2 separate regions of the Mus musculus genome follow, and region 2 is linked to region 1. Evidence: chromatin contacts called from public Hi-C data. All regions are on one chromosome and are shown on one strand. The core of a region is the stretch at or near the end of the contact, and the rest is flanking DNA. Distances in the headings are between cores, read along the strand shown. Region 1 overlaps Gm39075 (a long non-coding RNA gene). Region 2 overlaps Xylt1 (xylosyltransferase 1).

Region 1 (3,732 bases), core at 841-3,340:
AGCTCAACTTCTCCATGTTCAAAGACTTGTGTAGGATTACCGACCATGGGATGGTGACACAAACTTCCTACCTTAATTAACACAATCTAGGAATTCTCGCAGACATGCCCAGTGGTGTCTCTTAGACCATTCTAGACCCGATTAAGCGAATGATACTATTAACTAGTATATATTTTCCTTCTGAAGGCTTCCAAAGAAGAGACCCAGAGCCTGGAGGGTTTTGAAGCCAGAATCGGGTACATACGAATTAATTGGTTGTGCAAGATGTGGCCCCAGACCTCTGAGCATCTCATGTGATTTCAAGGTCACAGCAGTAGGACAAGATTCACAGTCTCTCCATTTTACAGAGAAGCACATCGGTGCTCAGGGAAGCAGAGTTCTCCACACTGTGCCAAGGTGGCTGTATCTACATGTGAGTCCAGCTTACAGGTTCTCAGCCATCATACCACACAGCCTGTATGACTTCAGGAAGGCTAGAGCAGAGAGAGCTGGCACCATGGGAAAATCATAGGCAAACCCACAGGTTATATAAAAGACCAGGGGACACACAGGAGAGAGTGGGATGGTGAACAGGATGATGTCGGGCTGTAAGAATGTTAAAACGTTGTAATCTCACATTACTAAGCACGGCCATCCTGAGGAAGTGCAAGCCCCTCAAAGACCTGCAGCTTCTGCTAGATTTCCATTTCTAAAATGTGTATCTTAAAGAGCTTTGTTAGTGCAGTGGGTAGCAAGTCGGTCTCATAAGACATGTCTCTGAACTTTACAGAACTAATTTTCAACGGCACCACTATTTGGCTTCAAGAAGCAGTGGCAGGAATGGATTGATGGGCTCCAGTACTCATTCTATCTGGAGATCTCTGACTTACCCTACATTTTGGGGCAACTAAGGATGATTCTGCTAGGCTACAAAGTATTTAACCTAAAGTAAAAGTGGCACATGTACAGATCTTCACTCTGAGGTGGAGCAAAGGAAATGGGTGTGTGTCGAGGTGGTGAATATGGGGTGATGACTTTTTATGGCTCCTCAAATCTCACTCCCGAGACCGGACTAGACTGAAACTACAATTAGCCTGGGTGATTTCAAGCCAGACTTTTCTGCATAATGGCAACTTGGATGGATATTGAATATGTACATGTTTGACCCTTGTCATGTCAAAAGCACCTCCAACTCAGGAAACATCTTTGTTCCAATGACAATAGCACGGCAGGCAAGTCACAGTTAGAATTAGGCTATTCCATACTGCCAGACAATGCCAGCAAACGGGCTCCCTTTAAGTGGCATTCTTTTGTGGGCAATTGGCAGACAGGGAAGACACATTCCCTGGGCCAAGTTTCAGCTCCCCATTGGAGGGTTACGTGGTGATTTCACTTCTTGTATCCATGGGGACCCCAGTAGGTGTAGGCCTGGAAGGGAAGAAGATGGCATATAACATATGCCTCCTGGCAGAGGAGAGGAAGCCACAGAGATGAATCTGAAGACGTATTGATTAGAAGAGGGAGGGCAAAGAAGACTTTATTAAGGGCAAAGTGCCAGAGCAGGAAAACAAAAGACAAAAAGGCAAGAGTATCTCTCCTCCCACCTCCTACCTCCCACCTCTCCCTCTCCCTCTCCCTCTCCCTCTCCCTCTCCCTCTCCCTCTCCCTCTCCCTCTCCCTCTCCCTCTCCCTCTCCCTCTCCCTCTCCCTCTCCCTCTCCCTCTCTCTCTCTCTCTCTCTCTCTCTCTCTCTCTCTTCACATAAGAAGGAACACTTGGAAGATGATAAGGAGGAAACTAAGGAGAGGAGGCTACACTGGAACAGAAGGGCTGAAACAGCCTATTGGTTGTGCAAGGTCATCCCCTGGGATTCCACATGGTGACTCATCAGCTACAGGCAGCTTTGGATTTCAAAGAAATCCAGATGTGTTAGTAAAGAAGACTACAAGTCTGGTGAACAGGATAGAGAGTCTCATTGTTTCCCTTAAGAATTCCCTTAAGAACAGGGATTTGGGTATTTTTGGTAATTCCTTGTGGGTTCTCAGCCTTGCCAGCTTCAACTGTCAGCAGATGTCGCATCTATCTTCTGTTGGAAAAGGGTTTGCAGTCACTGGAACATTGACTTCAGAGGTTCCAATGGGAATGGAGTTTGTAGCCAACTGGAGTTTGGCTTTCGGGGTGTCTTAAAGCCAGGCTGCTTGGATGTTGAGTAGCATTGAGCCTCACTCTTGGTAATCTATGCTAGCACTCTGTTCTCACACTGCCAGTGTGTGAGATGCAGGCTTGAAGGATGTAGATTTTCATTCTCATTCCCCAGAGCCCACTCTGCCAGGATCCAGCACAACTCTTAGAGGCCTCTCCAGCCTTGTGCCCTTCCTTGTTATGATCTTTCCTCCCAGGTCCCCTCTACTACCACCACACTAGCAAGCTCGTTCCCATCTCAGGGCCTTTGAACTTTAATTCCTTCTGCCTGAAATTTGCCTCTTCCAGATACACAAAACTTTTCCCATAAATCTCCAGCTCTTTCCTTGCACAGCCAATGAATTACACTCCTGTCTCCTTCCATATCAGTTTTCTCCTAAGCACTTATTTCTAGCTAATAAAGGATAAATTAAAGATAAATTAATACAAATCAAACTGAATTCAAGAGTAACTAAATGAACACATGTAAACATTGCTTACTGATTTGCTTTATGCCTCATCTTCTGGTGCTTAGTAAAGAAGTGCTCTCTGGGAAGGCAGAAATATTGCCTGCCTGCTGCCTCCTGAGCCTTGGAGCCCTGGGACAGAAACCAGAATGATACACCAACCAATAAAGAAGTAATCAGGAATATGCATTGTGCTACCAGCCTTTCTCCCACTTCAGCAGATGCTGGTGAAGTGACGATATTTATTTTGGCTCATGGTTTCACCCAGAGTCAGCTGTTTCTCTGTCTCTGGGCCATGAGGCATCACAGCAGCACCACATTGCAAAGTTGTTTACCTTAAGAGAGATAGGAAACAAAGACAGATGGAGGCTAAGGACATAGTATATCTGCCTGGGGCATGTCCTAGTGACCCACTTCCTCACACTAGCCTCTGTTTCCTTCTCTCCATCCTCTCCCAATCCTGCTATTAATATTAAGGTTTCATCAAAGGATTAATCCTTTGATTAGACCAGGTTGCCCAAGGATCCAATCACTTCCCCAAGGCATGCCAGTTTATACCAAGCCTTTTAATACACAATCCTTCAGGGGAAGCCTTCATATCCCACAACAGGCACACAGGGCATTTAAAATGCTGAGGTTGTATTGGGGTCTGAGGTGGGTGGTCAGCGGTGAGCTGGGCTAATGCTCATTCAGTTTCCTTTCCGAGTTCAACAGTACATGCTCACATTGGTTCACAAAGAGAAGTCAGAGTTAGATGACAGATGCTAGGACCTCTTGGCAGGGGGTATATCTGAAGGTGTTATACCTGCCCCCCCCAAATGTCACAGCTTCCTCGAAGCCACAGAGAAACTGAATAAATTAGATTGACCTGTAGCCATTTCTATAAGGCATATTTGTAACTGCTAACTGATAGAGAAAGGCCCAGCTCAGTGTGCCATCTCTAGGCTGGTGGGTCTGGGCTGGGTACGAAAGAGCAAGCCACTGGGGTGGGCACATCAGTTAGCAGCATTTCTCTGTGAGTTCTGCTTCAACCTTCTGCCTTGAGTTCTTCCATAGCTTCCCTCAGTGATGGACTGCGTTCTGTAAGGCAAATAAACGCTTTCTTC
Region 2 (3,732 bases), core at 894-3,393, 160 kb before region 1:
TTGGAAAGGCTAACGAAGTGGAACTGGGTCAATGATGCCGTCTGCCTAATCCATCCTGTCTGTCTAAATTGGGACTCTTAGGTTTACAGTAGAGTAAATTCCTGTCTGTCAGAGAGAAGGCTTCAGGGGACCAAAGGGGAATTCACAACGTGCTCTCCCACTCCAGTAGAGTGCCGCTGGAATTGTAATGAGGATGCCAGGACCACAGAACCTCCGATGCTAGCGAGGGCGCTCAGGGCACCTTTTGCAATGACACTTTGGAGAAGGCAAATGGAGAACCAACTGAGGAGACTGAATCTCTGACCCCTTCATTCCTTACCCCTCCCTAGACCCGCACTCTCCAGTATTGGGATTTTGAGGTTCTGCTAGGCCTTGGCCACTTCAGTTGACCTACTGGGAGTTTCTCAGAATATGTCAAACACAGAAGTGAAAGATATCATTGAACATTGCCTTCTGTGGCTTTCCACCTCAAGAAGAATAAGACTCAGGTGTGAAGAAGAGGAAAACTATGTGGCGCGAGACATGGAACCAACCTGCAGCTTAGACTACGGCTCAATCTATAGTCCCCCCCCCCCAACCCCCAACCAATAGAAAGCACAGAGAAAATACATGTCTGATCTTTTTGTGCACTGAGCTTGGGGTAATTTGTTATACTGTGGTCATAACTAACTTCCACACTCTCTAAACATTGACCTTAACTAAATGTTTAGTTGTAAACCCCCACAACCTTGGAACTCACTTCTCTTAAGTATAGAAATACACTCAAAGGAAACACACTGAAATAACTATAATAAACAGCTGTTATTTATCAGGGTCAGGCCTTCGGCTAGCTAGACCATGACATCAAGCATGATACACTTGGCCATAAGGATCCTGGATGGTGAACCCTCTGAGTTCACCTTCTGCATCCTACGGGATTCTTCAGGAGTCACTAGAAGCCAAAATAACACTAAAGGAGATGGCCACCGAAGATTCTCTTTCCCCAGGAGCTACACAGCTTCTGTTCCTCTGGTTTATTAACTTTATTACTTAATCAAGGTTTAGAACAGCTAAACACTACAGTGTGAGTGAGCATCCCTTGCTCAAAATGTTTGGGATCAGAAGATATGTTGGAATTTCAAGCATCTACAGTCGTGATATGAACTGACCTGATGTCCCTTTTCCTAATTTTGAAGCCCTGTGGGTTTGGGAAGTAGGAAATGCTCACCAACAACAGCAACTAATAATGGCTGAGTCCTTTCCACATTCCAGGCCCTGGGTCTGTCTCCTATGCAGCCATCAGTTCAGTTTCCCCTGAGGGAAGAGACAGAGGGTAGAGACAGAGAAGCTGATGGCTAGAGAGAGCTGGAGCAACCTGCCCAAGGTCTCACTGCAGAGCGCTGAGCCATTGATGGCCCTCTCTTTTTTACAACTCCTGGAGAATATAGTCCAACTCACAAAAAGACATCTCCCACTTTGGATCACGTCTACCAGAGACAAAGAGTCAGCAATAATCAGTACCAAATCAACAAACAGCAGAACATACCCACACACCCCACCCACACCCACACCCACACACTTTTAGTTGTTTTAAGGTTGTAGACGCTGTTGAGAGAAATTAACACAGGAGCCATGACTGGAAATGAAGCTGGTCTCTGCCCCAGAGGGAACTGGAGGATTTAGCCAGATCAGTTGACATGTGCTTTCTGTGTTCTGGGCCAGCAGCCTGCACTGTGTCTGCCGGTCACCACAAGGAAAGCTGTGCATGAGTCAGAGAGACTCTGTGTACACTTGCCTCTGGGCTGGCTGTTCAATCTGAGGAGAGCCAGATTACGGTTTTAGAGAAATGAAACTCTTCTGCCCATCACAAGTCTTGTTTATAAGATCAGGAAGCTGGACTCAGATATTGTGTAGTCCACAGAGACCAAAGGCCAGAGTCTAACAAGCAATTAAGCTTCAGGTGAGACAACAGGGAGGGGGAAGGTGTGCCTTAGAACCCCAGGCATACCCCAGGCATTTCTGGGTTCCTGGTTTTTGCTCTAAGGACATCACAGGAGGTTTGTTATTAGATGTTAGGCAATGGCTCGGGGTGGAGGTGACAATGACTCATGCCTTTCACACAAGACCTCTGAAGTCAGCAGGCCCTTACAGTATACCCTGTCTGTCAGTCATTCCCATGAGATGTGTCTGAAGACTAGCTTGGCTCTCTCTCACTGTGAACCCTATGACTGTGGCGAGAACTGAACATTTTCTAGCATGGAGATGTGCTTTAACTGGGGGCACAGCTCAGCTGGTACAGTGCTGACTGCCATGCACAACGCCGCAGGTTCAATTACCAACACCATATAACCTGGGTGTAAAGTTACATGCTAACCATCCCAGAATGTGGGAGCTAGAGGAAGACTGGAAGTTTGTTCAAGATCATCTGCAGGGAAGAGAGGGCAGGCTAGAGGTTAGCTCTGGTTCAAATCATGGTTAATTACTGTATGAGTATTTGCTTGAGTCGCCATAGCAACACACAAAGTAGTCAATATAAATAATAGATATCCATTAGCTTACTCTTCTAGAGTCAGAAGCCCTGGGTCAAGGGGCTTCAGGTTTGCTTCGAAGACTTCTCCTTTGGCTTACAGAGGCCCCTTCTGACTACTGCCTCATATGACCTTTGGTGTCTCTGTAACCAAACCTCTTCTTCATACAATGACACCACATCAGACCCACCACAAAGGCCATCTTTTTAGAGACCCTATCTCCAAGTACAGTAGCATTTGGAGGTGGTGGGGGTTCAAGACTCCATGATGAATGCTGAATGGACTCTATTCAACCTACAGCAAACGGCAGACAGCAATCTCAGGGGACAGAACAGAAGATACTAGGTTCCCCAGAGGTCATTGTGAATGTAGGATCTAGAACTTACTGTGTGGGACATATGGAGGTGTTCCTAATAAATATTCCAGCTTAACAAGTATAAACCTAGAGGAACCTGTGCCGACCTAGGAATGCAGTGTCCTGATCTTCGAGAGTAGTGACCAGCTGACATCATTAGTCGTCCAGAGCATTCCACTAAACCAGGTATTTAAAGTATGTCTATGCCTTTTAATCCTAGCATCTACTTGGATCTCTGTAAGTTTAAGGCCAGCTTGGTAGGCACAGAGAGGTCTAAGCTAGCCAGAGTTATTCCAGTGAGACTCTCAGGAAAAAGTTGCTTATGAGGTCAAAATAATCTTCTCTTGGTTTTTCTTTTTTTGTGTGTGTGCCTGGCTAATGAACACTTAGACATATCTGGGTGCACAACAATACTAAACCATAATTCTCTGAAAAGCAAGTTGCTGTAAATACTGACTGACTGACTCCATGTCACCAAAAAGCACCTAAAAGTCACCATGTCATTTCAAATGCTCTCTCTGTGCCAAAGAGATGCACTAGTTATAGCCCTGGCTGGGGAGGCAACCTGCTCTACATCACAGAGATTCATGGTGCCTGGGGGTGGGGTGTGATTTGCTTACAAACAGTGCTCAAAGGGGAGAGAACCAGGGCCAGGGACTTGGTTTCTCTGATGCCAGACATTGGTCCATTAGGAACTCACCTAACTGGGTATTCTAGGCAAGTGTTCAAAGGACCGACATCTTTACTGAATGCTCTTGGGATATTCTCACCTACAAGGATCCTGAGGGCCTCTGCCCTGTGTCAGGGGGATGTGACATGGTGAAGTAACAAAAGGCAGACCTTGTATCTCTACTCCACTGGCCACTGAGT

Evidence for each region. Hi-C and Micro-C count contacts between places; a contact is called where the count stands out from the background.
Region 2: a Hi-C map of adipose-derived mesenchymal stem cells shows a contact between it and region 1, with 2.6 times the contacts expected there. The contact joins two enhancer-like sites. A contact is called at or near these places in 2 of 484 Hi-C or Micro-C datasets (adipose-derived mesenchymal stem cells and embryonic fibroblasts).

Annotation. Positions count from the first base shown.
Region 1 is chr7:117,309,104-117,312,835 of GRCm38.p6, reverse strand. All of the region lies in intron 2 of Gm39075 (a long non-coding RNA gene), which reads right to left. Among named protein-coding and RNA genes, the nearest start is that of Xylt1, 70 kb to the left of the region's middle. Within about 2 kb of position 2,090, at least 24 of the 459 cell types and tissues checked have an H3K27ac peak or open chromatin away from gene starts, as enhancers often do. A contact at or near this core is called in adipose-derived mesenchymal stem cells, where this site is marked.
Region 2 is chr7:117,468,687-117,472,418 of GRCm38.p6, reverse strand. All of the region lies in intron 1 of Xylt1 (xylosyltransferase 1), which reads right to left. Among named protein-coding and RNA genes, the nearest start is that of Xylt1, 90 kb to the right of the region's middle. Within about 2 kb of position 2,143, at least 127 of the 459 cell types and tissues checked have an H3K27ac peak or open chromatin away from gene starts, as enhancers often do. A contact at or near this core is called in adipose-derived mesenchymal stem cells, where this site is marked.